2 separate regions of the Sus scrofa genome follow, and region 2 is linked to region 1. Evidence: chromatin contacts called from public HiChIP or PLAC-seq data. All regions are on one chromosome and are shown on one strand. The core of a region is the stretch at or near the end of the contact, and the rest is flanking DNA. Distances in the headings are between cores, read along the strand shown. Region 1 overlaps CLIC6 (chloride intracellular channel protein 6). Region 2 has its middle 120 kb from the start of SETD4.

What was found. HiChIP or PLAC-seq counts read pairs in DNA pulled down with a chosen protein or histone mark.
Region 2: an H3K27ac HiChIP or PLAC-seq map of alveolar macrophages shows a contact between it and region 1. The contact joins two enhancer-like sites. A contact is called at or near these places in 9 of 47 Hi-C or Micro-C datasets (embryonic fibroblasts, fetal skeletal muscle, heart right ventricle and 6 more) and 2 of 2 datasets of contacts at active chromatin or transcription factors (alveolar macrophages and skeletal muscle).

The regions. Positions count from the first base shown.
Region 1 is chr13:198,270,653-198,278,046 of Sscrofa11.1, forward strand. The region is part of intron 1 of CLIC6 (chloride intracellular channel protein 6); the gene reads left to right. Among named protein-coding and RNA genes, the nearest start is that of CLIC6, 24 kb to the left of the region's middle. Within about 2 kb of position 4,424, at least 1 of the 83 cell types and tissues checked has an H3K27ac peak or open chromatin away from gene starts, as enhancers often do. A contact at or near this core is called in alveolar macrophages, where this site is marked.
Region 2 is chr13:199,462,662-199,470,055 of Sscrofa11.1, forward strand. No RefSeq gene overlaps it. Among named protein-coding and RNA genes, the nearest start is that of SETD4, 120 kb to the right of the region's middle. Within about 2 kb of position 2,535, at least 12 of the 83 cell types and tissues checked have an H3K27ac peak or open chromatin away from gene starts, as enhancers often do. A contact at or near this core is called in alveolar macrophages, where this site is marked.

The DNA of each region.
Region 1 (7,394 bases), core at 3,174-5,673:
ACAAAATGAAGTCCAATTGTTAAAATGGGGATTGTTATCCTGTTCGACACAGTTCCAGTAAGTGATTTTTCCTAAACGCCATAGTTTTTTTTTGCGGGGATTCTGACTCTGATTTTTCTGCTTTTGAAGCGTAAAGTCAAGTTTTCCTATGTTATACACAATGTGATTTTATATGCTTCCTGTTCCTTCCCCCTCCCCTTTTTTTTTGGCTGTCCCACCTATGGCTTTCCTTGGATCAGACCTACACCGCAACTGTAGCAACACCAGATCCTTAACCCACTGTGCTGGGCTGGGGATTGAACCTGCCTCCCAGTACTCCAGAGATGCTGCCAGTCCCATTGTGCCACAGTGGGAACTCTTCTGGTTGATTTTTTTGTCTCCTTTCACTGATACAAGATGACAGGTTGGTTTGAGTCCAAACTTGTGAAGCATGATGTTTCTGGTTAGTAATGCAGGCTTACCTTCAACCGATTCTCAGTGGCCAGGAGAAAAAGGAGCAACAGGGAAAATTACCAAGTTGATGTAGTTTAGGTTTCTTTTCTCTCTCTCTCTCTTTTTTTTAATACCTGCAGTATGTGGAACTTCCTGAGCTAGGGGTCTAATTGGAGCTGCAGCTGCAACCTACACCACAGACACATCGATGCCTGTTCCTTAACCCACTGAGCAAGGCCAGGGATCGAACCCAGATCTTCATGGAGACCATGTCAGGTTCTTGACCCACTGAGCCACAAGGGGAACTCCTGGTTTAGCTTTCTTAAAAGCGAAGGCATAGGGCCAAATTGATGAAATTTGTATTTAAATTAGAAAATACTATCCCCAAACTAGACCACGGATCTGACATGTGGTTTCTTAGGGCCTTATACAACTTCTCCTTTATAGAAATTTTGTTTGTGCTGGGAGCTGTGGGTTGGTTTGCTATTCTTTGGAGTTGCAGGAGCCATTCAAGGATAATTCAGTTATTCCATTAAATGAGGCAATTGCAGGAGAAAGTGATAGCCTAATTGACTAGAAACAGCTCTGTTTTATTTTTCCTTTAAAATAACAGCCAGTTCAAGATTTCTGGGTGTTCCCTTCATGGCTCAGCAGCTAACGAACCTGACTAGTATCTGTGAAGATGCAGGTTCGATCCCTGGCCTTGCTCAGTGGGTTAAGAATCCAGCATTGCCATGAGCTGTGGTGTAGGTCTCAGACCCTGCTCGGATCCCGCATTGCTGTGGTGGTGGTGTAGGCTGGCAGCTGCAGCTTCAATCTGACACCCTAGCCTGGGAACTTGCATGTCCTGCAGGTGTGGCCCTAAAAAAGCAGAAGAAAATAAATAAATAAAATAAAAGAAAGTTTTTTCAGTCATCTATAAGCTCTACTAGCAACTTTAATTTAGAAAGCCAAGTCTATTTAGCACTCTAGTGCTTGAGTTCTTTGCTATTTTTCAGTAGCATTTCAATCAATACTTTATACTGTGGTATAATAAATATACAATGTTTTATTAGTGTCAGGTGTATAACATAATGATTTAGTATTTGTATGTATTGTGAACCAGTCACCACAATAAATGTAGTCAACATCCTTCGCCATATAGAGTTAATTTTTTTTTTTTTCTGTTTTGTGGTGAGAAACTTTAAGATCTACTGTCTCAGGAAATTGCGAGTGTGCACCATGATATTCTTAACTCTAGTTCCCAAGCTGTGCTTTGCATCCCCATGACTTATTTTATAACTGGAAGTCTGTGCCTTTTGCCTCCTTCAGTCATTTCACCTCCCCTCTTCCCCCCAATATCTGGCAACCACTGATGTGTTCTCTGTACCTATGAGCTTGGTTTTTTTGTTGTGTTTTTGTTTTTTTAGATTCCACAGATAAGTGAGATCATATGGTATTTGTCTTTTTCTTCCCTCAAATGCCCTCAAAGTCTGTCCACTTTGTCACTAATGGCAAGTTGTCCATATTTTGTTTTATAGCTGAATAATATTCCATGGTGTGTATACATATAATATACTATATATAATTATAATATCTATATAATATGTAATATGTATATAATAGACACACACCATATTTTCTTTATCCATTCATCTGCCAGTGGACACTGGATTGTTTCCATATCTTGGCTATTATAGATGCTGCAGTGAATATAGGGACATATCTTGGCTATTATAGATGCTGCAGTGAATATAGGGATGCATATATCTTTTAGAGGCAATATTTTTTTTGTCTTTTTAGGGCCACACCCATGGTGTATGGAGGTTCCCAGGATAGGGGTCAAATCAGAGCTGTAGCCACCATCCTAAGCCACAGCCACAGACATGCCAGATCCAAGCTGTCTTCAACCTACACCACAGCTCAAGGCAATGCCGGATCCTTAACCCAATGATCAAGGCCAGGGACTGAACGCGCATCCTCATGGATACGAGTTGGGTTTGTTACCACTGAGCCACAATGGGAACTCCTATTTTTAATGTTTTAAGGAAACTCCATACTCTTTTCCACAGTGCTTGCACCAATTTACATTCCACCAGCAATGCACAAGGGTTTCCTTTTCTTCACCTCCTCATCAGCACTTTTAGTTTTTGTCTTTTTGATAGCAGCTTTTCTAAAACATTGTGGTTTTGATTTGAATTTCCCTGATGATTATTGATGCTGAGCATCTTTTCATGTGCCTGTTGACCATCTATATGTTTTCTCTGGAAAAATGTCTGTTCAGATCCTCTAGTCATTTTTATTTTTATTTATTTATTTATTTGTCTTTTTGCCATTTCTTGGGCTGCTCCCATGGCATATGGAGGTTCCCAGGCTAGAGGTCTAATAGGAGCTGTAGCCGCCAGCCTACACCACAGCCACAGCAACAGGGGATCCGAGCCTCGTCTGCAACCTACACCACAGCTCACGGCAACGCCGGATCCTTAACCCACTGAGCAAGGCCAGGGATCGAACCCGAAACCTCATAGTTCCTAGTTGGATTCGTAAACCGCTGGGCCACGACGGGAACTCTTGCCATCTTTCAATATTAAAAGGAAAGCATTCTAAAATCCACACTGGTCATAAGAATTCCCTCAATAAGCTTTAAGATATTTCTGATTAACTGACTAGTTTCCACTTGAACAAAAAATGTAAAATTCCCAGTCCCCTCCCTTCCTCACCTCAATACATAGAACTTTCTTCAGTTGGTCACTGAAACCGACATGAGTGTCTTTAAAGCACTAGACTTTCTTCCTTGTAAAAAGACAGTTCCAGACCTTTGGTCTTCCTTTTTTTTTTTTTTTTTTAGCCACACCAGCAGCATATGGAGGTTCCCAGGCTAGGGGTCAGATCAGAGCTCTAACTGCTGGCCTACACCAGAGCCACAGCAGCGCGGAATCCAAGCCTCATTTGCACCCTACGCCACGGCTCATAGCAATACCAGATCCTTAACCCACTGAGCAAGGCCAGGGATCAAACCTGCGTCCTCATGCATACTAGTTGAGTTCATTAACCACTGAGCCATGACAGGAACTCCTGGTCTTCTTAAACATAAACATTACAAAGAAAAAGAGAAAGCAGGTGCCTTTTTTATTTTTTAAGCAAACTACAATTTCCAAAGAATTATGCAAATGAGCTAGAGAATTCTCAACAAATTGAGAAAGCTGAATCTGAACATTTTAGAGGTAATCAGAATTTCCATGGCTACTCTCCCACCCACCACGCTTCCTCCTCCCTTCTTTCCTCAGGTTTTTTTTTGGGGGGAGGGGTGTTTTCAGGGCTGCGCCTGCGGCATGTGGAAGTTCCCAGGTTAGGGGTCGAAATCTGAGCCATAGCTGCTGGGTTGTACCACAGCCACAGCAACGTGGCATCCGAGCCAGGTCTTCAACCTACACCACAGCTCATGGCAACACTGGCTCCTTAACCCACTTAGAGAGGCCAAGGGTCAAACCTGTGACCTCATGGATACAAGTCAGGTTTGTTTCCACTGAGCCAGGATGGAAACTACCTCCTCATGGTTTTTTAAATGAGACTCCAGAGATAATTTATACGTCTCCAACTGTTATTTTCCTATCATAAGCAAAGTATGCACAAGTCAGCTGCTGATCTCAAATCGAGATGCATTAGTAAAGGCATTACTGTTCAGGTCCAAAGTTGTGTTTGGTTCAGACCACTGCAGTGCCCAGGACAGGAAGACGATGCCCTCTTGGGGTAATTTTCCTGTGGGGTCTGAAGGGGCCAGGGTATGGAGAGAGACCAAGACATTCTAGTCTTTCCAGGACTTTCCTAGTTTTAAAACGGATAATTCTGGGTAGTAGGAAACCCGAGTCTCCGGCAAATTGCGAAGGTTTAGCCTCTAAAGGGCCTAAAAACGAATCTGTGACATTTTCCACCAAACTCTAAAGAGGGATGGGTGTGTTTGAAGGAAAGGTGCTACGTCGGGAGAGTGCATCGCAAGACCACGAGGGGGCGCCAACAACCTCTTGAAGACGGTGTACAGTCTGACGCTGTTAAAGCCCTTCTGAGAAGGCAGGTTCTAAAAACTACCTTGAGGAACCAAGATCACCAAGATTAAAAAGAACAAAATGTCGGAGTTCCTGTTGTGGTGCAGCGGAAACGAACCCGACGAGGAACCATGAGGTAGAGGTTTGATCCCTGGCCTCGCTCAGTGGGTTAAGGATCTAACGTTGCCGTGAGCTGTGGTGTAGGTGGCAGAGGTGTTTCGGATCTGGTGTTGCTGTGGCTGTGGTGTAGGCTGGCAGCTGTAGCTCCGATTAGACCCCTAGCCTGGGAACCTTCACATGCCACGGGTGTGGCCCTAAAAAGCCCCCCCCACCCAAAAAGAGCAAAATGTCATGGGTAGACCCCTCATCCTCTTGGGAGCGTGATCTGTGACTGTGCCTTGTTACATTTTTGACCAGATGGATCCTCAATCTTACCTAATTGAAAAAAATGGGGTGAAAAATACAGCCTCCTGAGTCAAGAGGAAAGCTATGTTTGGGGCTTGTCTGCCAGACTCTGTGGCCTCATAGCTGACGTGGAAGAGCCAGCAGGCCCTCCTATAATTCAGGTCAGAAGTGTGGGTATAGTTCACAAGTCCGCAAAGAGGAGCTTGGCTTTTGGGGGGCTCGACACAGAGCTTCTTCAGATGACCACCTTGCAAATCCTTGGCAAACGAGGAGAGGCTCCTGCAGGAAGTTTCTGGGAATAGGCTAAGTGCTGCCTGCTTCAGGGTTCACCTGATCGATGTGGGCTTGATTCACTGAACCATCTTAGGACAAGGTTTAGGATTTCCATATGGGAGTCAGCAGCTGGACTAGTTTCCTGTTGCTGCTGTAACAAATGACCACAACCTTGGTGGCTTAACGCAAATGTATTATTTTACAGGTCTCTTGGTCAGAAGTGTGACACAGGCCTCTCTGGGCTAAAACTGAGGCACGTGTTGGGCCTCCATTTCTTTTTGGAGGCTCCAGGGGAGAATCCGTGCCATTGGCTTTTCCAGTTTCTACAGGACACCTGCATTCCTTGGTTCAGAATCTTCCCCCACCTTCGAAACCAGCAATATGCATCTCTGACCATTTTTCTCTAGTCCAGTCTTCCCCGATCAAGCTGGAAAAGGGTCTCGCTATAAAGGATGCATGTGATCAGACAGGGCCCACTGAACCACCCCCATCTCAAAGCCACGGCCTTGACCACCTGTGCAGAGCTCTTTGTTGCCATAGGTAGCATATCCGTAGGTTCTGAGAGCTGGGATGTGGACGTCCTTGGGGGACCATTATTCTGCCTACTGTACCAGCAAATGGTCTTGGAGCTTGTTCTTCCACGTTCTGTCGTTCTCACCCCAGACCACAGCTAGAATGAGTTGTGGTCGAGCATCGATCCACTAGTTATTTTGCTGGCTGCTCTGAGATGGCCCCACTGGTTCTTAACTAACCCCGTCTCAGACTGCAATGGGAAGGGCAAGTCCAAAAACATCTTTTTTCTACCGAAGGCAATGGTCTTGGTTTGTGCTCAGCACCCTCTGGTGCTTTTACTGAAAGCTATCTATGGCCAAGATCAGGCATTCGCTTTAAAATCCCAGACCCCAACTCTTTGGGCCACATGACATGGAACATGCCACATGGGCTGTGATGAACTGGATTCAAGTGGATTCGACAGGATCTGTCAAGGAGCATTTGGCTCCATCTGTCTTGTTGGAAGAAGAGCTGGGCTGTCACAGCATTGCAGGACCCCTGTTTTCACAGGGGAGGCCAGCCCTGCATGGCTGTGTGTGTCCTGGGGAGGGGGCACGGCTGTTGATTGGGCAGAAGGCCTGTTTGCACTCCAGGTGTGGGCATAGGGAAGGCGATGTCAAATTCACTGTCACCTTGACTTTTGGCAAAAGTTTCCCAGAGAGGGAACAGAAGAGCACCCAGCCAAAGGCCCCCTCACCCCTGTCCACTTGGCTATCAGAGTTGTCCCCAGGACTGTCAGTGCCCCATTCACTGTCTGCCCTTTGCACTTTTCACTTGCTGCTGCAGTGTATTTTCTTATTATGGATTCTTGCCAGCCACCTCCCATCCTTACCGAAAGAAGGGGGGACAAAACAAACAAACAGACAACCCAGACAGTGCCCTTTTTTTCTGAGGAAGGGACCTGTTGGAGCTGGAACCTCTCCACGTGGGCACAGGCCAGTGCCCAGAGTGGGAGGAAGGGGATGGACTCTGGCTGACTCCCGGGTTCAGATCCCGCTGTGGATAGGGTCTTCATTTTCTCGCCCGTGGATGGAGAGAGTATTGGTGTCTAATAGGGTTGCTGTCAGGATGTGTGGGGTTGATGTAAGTAGGGTGTTGAGACCTATAACTGGTAAAGAGGAAGTGCTGTGTAAGTCTTGGCTGGTACTGCTCCCATCTTCATCATCATTTCACAGCATAGACATTTTGTTTACAATGACTGTAAAAGACAGATCTGGAATCTGTCAACTTTTCTTTTAAACCTGGTTTAATTATAGTTGATCCACAATGTTCTGTCAACTTCTACTGTACAGCAAAGTGACGTGTGTATATATATATTCTTTTTCTCATGTTATCGTCCATTATGTTCTTTCACAAGAGATCGTATTTAGTTCCCTGTGCTATTCAGCAGGACCTCATTGCTCACCCATTCTAAATACAATAGTTTGTATCTGTCAACCCCAAACTTCCCGTCCGTCCCACCCCATCCCTCTCTCCCTTGGCAACCACAAGTCTGCTCTCCGTGTCTGTGAGTCTGTTTCTTTTCTATAGATAGATTCATCTGTGCCATATTTTACATTCCACATATATGTGATATCATATGGTATTTGTCTTTCTTTTTCTGATTTACTTCACCTAGTATGAGAATCTCTAGTTATATCCATGTGGCTGCAAATGGCATTATTTTGTTCTTTTTATGGCTGAGTAGTATTCCATTGTGTAAACGTACTG
Region 2 (7,394 bases), core at 1,285-3,784, 1.2 Mb after region 1:
CGTTGTTGTTGTTGTTGCATCTGCTTTCTTTTTTTAAATTTTTTATTAAAGTTATAGTTGATTTACAATGTTCTGTCAGTTTCTGCTGTATAGCAAAGTGACCCAATCATACATATATATATATACATTTTTTTCTCATCTTATCCTCCATCATGTTCTATCACAAGTGATTGAATATAGTTTCCTGTGTTGTACAGTAGGACTTCATTGCTTATCCATTCTATTTTTTTTTTTTTTTTTTTTTGTCTTTTTAGGGCCGTAGCCACTGCATATGAAGGTTTCCAGGCCAGGGATCAAATCAGAGCTGTAACCACTGGCCTACACCACAGCCATAGCAACTTAGGATTCAAGCCAAGTCTTCATCCTACACCACAGCTCACAGAAACTCCAGATCCTTAACCCACTGAGCAAAGCCAGGAATCAAACCTGCGTCCTCATGGATACCAGTATGTTTGTTTCCCCTGAGCCACAACGGGAACTCCTGCTTATCCATTCTAAATGTAATAGTTTGCATTTGGGTTTAGTACATTTTGCCAGCTCTTGATACATGTATACCTAGGCCAGCGCAGAGAAGCCACAGCACTCAAGGTCAGATTCCATGGTCCAGAACTTAGTTACATGGCACTCTTCTGCACAAGAGAATACAGGAGAGTCTTCCTCCTGGGCTGCTGTGCATTCAACAATCCTGGAAAAGGAGGGCAGTGACTGGCCACCTCTACCACACTCTCCCTTTTGTGACGGTGCGGTGCATCCTTAAGTATTGGCACAGAGAAGGAACAAAATACCTAACTGTTAAACGAACAAATAAACAAATGAATGGATGAAATCCTTAAAAGAATGCTAATTTAGGAACAGATATGGGGGAGTTCCTGTTGTGGCACAGTGGAAATGAATCTGACTAGTATCCATGAGGATACCAATTCGATCCCTGGCCTCATGCAGTGGGTCAGGGATCTGGCATTGTCGTGAGCTGTGGGGTAGGCCACAGACTCGGCTCAGATCCTGCGTTGCTATGGCTGTGGCATAGGTTTGCAGCTGTAGCTGCAATTTGACTCCTAGCCTGGTAATGTCCATATGCTGAATGTAGCCCTAAAAAGCAGAAATATGTATGTATGTATATATGTGTGTGTGTGTGTGTGTGTGTGTGTGTGTGTATGGACAGATTGCTAGAATGTTTATGGTTCATTTTTTCCTATCAATTTCTCAAAAGTGAAATTTAAGTTTAACTAGATAAATAAGTTGATGTAGAAATTGTATATTTGACTAAGTGAAGTCAGAAAGGGAAAGACAAATACCATATGATATCACTTATATTGTGGAATCTAAAATATGGCACAAATGAACCTATCTACAAAACAGAAACAGACCCACAGACATAGAGAACAGACTTGTGGTTGCCAAGGGGGAGAGGGGAGGGACGGTATAGCCTGGGAGTTTGGAGTTAGTAGAGGCAAACTATTATGTTTAGATTGGATAAGCAATGAGGTCCACTGTACAGCATGGGGAGCTATAGCCAGCCTCTTGGGATAGACCATGATGGAAGATACTGTAAGAAAGGGAATATATATATATATATATATATATATATATATATATATATATGACTGGGTCACTTTTCTGTACAGTGGAAATTGGCACAACATTATAAATCAACTATACTTTAATTTTTTTAAAAAAAGAAAGAAATTGTACATTTGTATGTCAGAGTCAGAATAGCAATGTAAATACCCCATTGATGACTCCATCATATTTTTCCCCAGCATTTCCCACACGCATGTGGTCATGGAACACTTTTGTTAGAGAATATCCACTAACAAGTCATGAGACATTCATGAAAATTATCTCCTGCCTAAAATCTTAGCAGAAAAATAGAATGTAACCATTCATCTTCTCAGGTAAGACCTTAAAGAAATCAGTTTACACATACACAAAATATATAGAGATTTTTAGAGCAGCAACACATAGAGAAATTACTGCATGACACTGTAATGGTGGACACATGTCATTATACACTTGTCCAAACCCATTGTATGTACAACACCAAGAGTAAACTGCAAGATAGACTATGGACTTTGGGTGATTATGATGGAGGTTCATTAATTGTGACAGGCGTAGCCCTTAGGTGTGGAGTGTTGATAATGGAGGAGGCTATGCATGTAGCAGGGGGATGGAGGCTTGGTATATGGGAAGTCCCTGTACATCCTGCTCAGTTTTGTTGTGCAGTCAACTTCCCTAAAACATAAAATCTATTTTTTCAAAAAGCAACAGAAGAGAAGTCTTTTCAGAGCACACTGATAATAGTTCCGTGGTACCTTCCCATGGCTGTGAAGAACTGGACAGATTGACCTGATTGCGTGGCAGCGTCCTCTCCACAATGATTTCCCAATAATCACAGAAGGTTAGAAATGGCAGGGACCTTCAATGTCATCGAAGCCATCCATCTGCCCTCCGATCCTGATGTCACTGCAGGACTGAGAGGAAACAACCTCAGAACGAAACCTCATGACATGATCTCATTGGTACCTGCGGTCTGGATAACATCACTTCACTTTAAGTAAACACTGAAAAGGGAAGATCATCCAGACAGACAATCTCAGATGCACTATATATGGGGACGAGGGGATTGGAAGCAGTAGTCCAGGCAATCTGGCATTTGTTTGGAAAACACATCTGGAAATTGAAATGTGCTTGATGCATTCAGCGTATGCCCAGAGGTCTTTGAGGAAGCGTGCTCATAAAGAAGATGGGACTGTGTTAGCAACTGTGATTGATGCTGCTTTCATGCTGCAGCTCTTGCTCAAAAAGGAAGTTAGTCCAGTTCCCTTTTAAACAGTTTCTCAGCAGCAGGTGGCCACAAACCACTCAGAAAGCCAGTTTCGAGACAACATGAAGGAGTTGTCTCGAAATTCCACTGTTTGGTAATGATTCTCCATTCAACCATTAAAGGGTATGAGAGTGAGGGCAGAGAGGGTAGAGTTTTAGTCGGTAATAGTCTCTTGGAGTTATAAAAGTCCACAAAGAGCCTGGGTCATTTCTCCCATTTCAAAGAAATGTTATAAAATGCTTGTACTAATTAAAAACTCAGTGTTGGAAACCTCTTGTAAGTAGCATGATTTGGGGGGAGAGGGTTGAGGAGGAAGTCAACTGAAAACGGTTTGGAGCAATGTATTGGCTAAATATGTAACTTTTCCACCATAGATTTCATTTTTCCACTAATGAGTTCTTTTTCTTCTCTACATTTAGTCTGGAAAACTTCCAGACTGGGAGATTTTTTTTTCCAAATTCTGGTGTTTGTTTTCGTTGAACTAAGTTGATTGACAACACTATGTTAGTTTCAGGCATACAGCAAAGTGATTCAGATATATATGTACATATATGTGTATATAAGTATGTGTCTACACATATGATTTATCAGATTCTTTTCTATTATAGGTTACTACAAGACACTGAATACAGTTCCCTGTGCTACACAGTAGGTCCTTGTGTTTATCTAGTTTATATATAGCAGTGTGTGTCTATTAATCCCACACTCATTTATCCCCTCCCTCTTTCCCCTTTGGTAACCACAAGTTTATTTTCTGTGACCACTAATGAATTTTGAGTCTCCAGAAAGTAAAAAAAGACTATTTCTCCATTTGTCTGAGCAGGAATCCATTTTAACGAAGTTAAGTCCGGAGCCTGAAAGAAACTAGACAATACTAGAACATAATCGTGCTCATTTTAAAAGAAAAAGAAAAGAGAGCCAGGTTAATGTTGAAGACGGTAAATACAAATGAAAAATGTGTCACTCGATGTATTACTAAAAGGATGGATATATTTTCAAATGCGACTCATTCCATTGAAACAGGAAGGGGGTGAAGAGCAGAAGAACACGAGCATCTGACGAGGCAGTTAACCTAACTCAGCGAGAGAGCTCTGCTCCTGGCAGGGGAGGAGGGTACCCTCCTCCGGGTGGGGGCGCGGGGCTGGACCAGCTCACTCCAGCCAGTGGCCTGTGGAGAGAGAGTCATGGAAACGCGCGCGCGCACACGCACACGCGCACCAGCCAGAGAGTGCGAAAGAGAGAGGGGCTGCACCAACCCCTTTGGGACCAAGGCAGCTGAAGACATCGCTCAGAAAGAAAGAAATCGAGAAAAAAAATGGGGAGAGTCGGGGGATGGTTCTTAGACACTTCCGGTTTGTGTTGCCGGACTGGAATAGATGTTTGCTCAAACTTACAATGTTATAACTGGAGTTCCCGTCGTGGCGCAGTGGTTAACGGAATCCGACTTGGACCATGAGGTTGCAGGTTCAGTCCCTGCCCTTGCTCAGTGGTTACGATCCGGCGTTGCCCTGAGCTGTGGTGTAGGTTGCAGACGCGGCTCGGATCCCGCATTGCTGTGGCTCTGACGTAGGCCGGTGGCTACAGCTCCGATTAGACCCCTAGCCTGGGAACCTCCATATGCCGCGGGAGCGGCCCAAGAAATAGCAAAAAGACAAAAAAAAAAAAAAAAAAGTTATGACTATTCATGCGGCTGTAATGAACAATATGGTGACTACAGGTCATGATACTGTATTGCCTATTTGAAGGTTGCTGAGTAGAGCTTAAAGTTGTCATCACAGGGGAAAAAATCTGTTAAGTGTATATGGTTGGGTATCAACTAGAATTATTGTGGTGATCATTTCTTGTTTTATAATGATTTTTATTTTTTCCATTGCAGCTGGTTTATAGTGTTCTGTCAATTTCTACTGTACAGCAAGGTGACCCAGTTACACATACATGTATACATTCTTTTCATTTCTTATATATATAATATTGAAGCATCACATTGTACACCTAAACTAATATAAAGTTGTCTGTCAACTATACCTCAATGAATAATAGAATTTAGTAATAAAAAAAACTTAAAATGCTAAAAAGAAAAAAAAAGGGATGAATAACTTAGGTCCAACCTTGCTAAAAGAGGGTTGACTAGTCTTCTGGATTTAGGGCCCTAAGACAAAAGCCTAAATGCCATGAGTAGGCATTCAGGTAAGGAAGCCAGAGCAGACTTGCAATAAAGCCCCCCCCCCCAATAATAGACTGTAAGTGTGCAGGCCTTGGGAATGTGCAACTTGAAGAAGATGACTAAAGCTATTTCTGAATTTAGACAAATACACAGAAAACACAGCATCTAAAAAGGAGAGTTGTGGAGTAAGAGAGGAGATGAGCTTGGCTTCTGTAGTCTAACGTCTCTACTCTTAACTTCCTTCACTAGAAACAACTCTTGCATCGTGAGACTTTTAAACCCATAGGTAGAAAACCTAGCTGGGAAATAATCAGTGTGAGCTGGCAGAGCACACATATTTCTATTTTGTCAGACTAAGCCACAGGCTCCATGTTACAGAAGAGTAAACACGTGTCATTTCACTTTATTTTTTCAGATTTGATTTAATCTAATCAAGATACGGGGACTTGGAGGGTGGAGTCCACTTCCTAGGAAGGCAGGGCCAGTGGCAGACGTGGGGTGCACTCAGATCTCGACGCCTCCGCCAGACTGGCTCCGCTCACCTCCCATCCTGCTGCACTGGACACTAGTACCTTCCTTTCTTCACCCTTTTTCCTCTTTCATATTTATCTCCTCTCTCCTCTCACCCTTCTCTGCCACACTCTTCCACATCTCAGGTAATGAGGTTGCCACCCGTCCAGTTTCCAAGGCTAGGAATATCTATTCCTGATGAAATTCTCTACGGACATTAGTGGAAAGCTAGTGAAGTCAGAATAGAGTCTGTAGTCTAAGTAATAGGATTGTACTAATGTTAAAGTTTTAACTTTGATAACATACCATGTTAGATAAGACGCTGACATGAAGGAAAGCTGGGTGAAGAATACACAGGAATTCTCTGTACTATTTTCCAAATTTTCTGTAATCCAGATATCTCAACATATTTCTTTTAATGATTCCCTCCAGATCCATATTAGTGTCATGTCATGTCATAGAAGAATACAACTGGACTGACTCAACTTTGTTCTTTCATCAACAACCTTAATGACAGCATCAGAGAACTGTTTACCAGCTTCAAATGAATTAGAGGCTAGTTGGACCCAGAAACAGATACTATATATTGAGTAGGCGTTTGCCAGCTGGACAGGGACCAGAACAAGACAGGTCAGTCAGAAGGTCAAATCACCTCTCCAGGTAGAGGAAGTGGACAGACAACTAAGACAAGATCCCTGCAGCAGCACGGTGTGTTAGAAAACCTGTGTTCTGAGTTGAATCCTGGCCCTGTCCCTCTCCAGCTGGTCGGGGAGTTAGGAGGTAATAACCTGCCAGAGTTTGGCTTCTCCAAGTTTGAAACTGAAATAGTATATTTATCAGGGGCTAGAGTAGGGATCAACAAACTTCCTTGCTAAGATAAGAAATATTTTAGGTTTTATGGGTCAGATGGTCTGGGTCGTAGCTGTTCAACTCTGTCAGTGTAGTTTGAAAGTAACCATGGACAGCATGTGAAAGTGTGGCCAGAGTCTCAAAAAAGAGATTAGCTGGAGAGAAGAAGAAGGAGAAGAGATTGATGACTTTCAAAGCCCACACAATTCCTCCATTCCATTGCCAGCATAATAGCGAGAGTAACTGTTTACAGAGCCTTTCATTCCCAATATTCCAACTTAAATGTTTTTCCTCTAGTAGTATCCTGCGAATACAGCAGCTCTATCATTTGTTTGCTGTGAAATGTTGAAATATTTAGTACAGTACAGAAGACCAGAAAAACAAATGGGGTGGCTGAACTCAAAGGACATATTACTCAGACAGTAAGTAATTTAGTGGCTTGTGCAGTGCACGTGAAATTCTTGGCATGTTAAATAAACAATCCATTAACCATAGATGATAAGTAAACGTATAGCATAATCCAGGAGGTAGGTGTGTATAGCCACATAGGATGTATTCAAATATTCTCTTCTTACAGCTTATCAATTTTATTGGATTAGGGCTACCTAGTGATGTCATCTTAACTTAATTACCTCTGCAAAGCCCCTTTCTTCAACATAGTCACACTGAGGTACTGATGCTGGGCACTGCAACATAAGAATTCAACTGGGATGAGGAAACACGGTTCAGCCCCTGACACTTGGCTTTTCCAAATTCTAGACACTGCTTGTGGCCCTTCCTGTGTCTTCAAAGCCAGAGAATAGCATCTTCAGACATCTACTCTCTGACTTCTGCTTCCATCATCGCATTCCTCCAACTCTGACTCTCCAGTTCCTACTTTCCTAAAAGGATCCTTGCTTTGGGTTATCTAGGATCCAGGATAACTCCCCATCTCAGGATCCTTTATCACATTTGCAAGTCTCTTTTCCATGTAAGTTACATACGCACAGTTCCAGGAACTAAGATGTGGCCATCTTTGGGAGTCTCTGTTCTGCCTAACACAGCCAG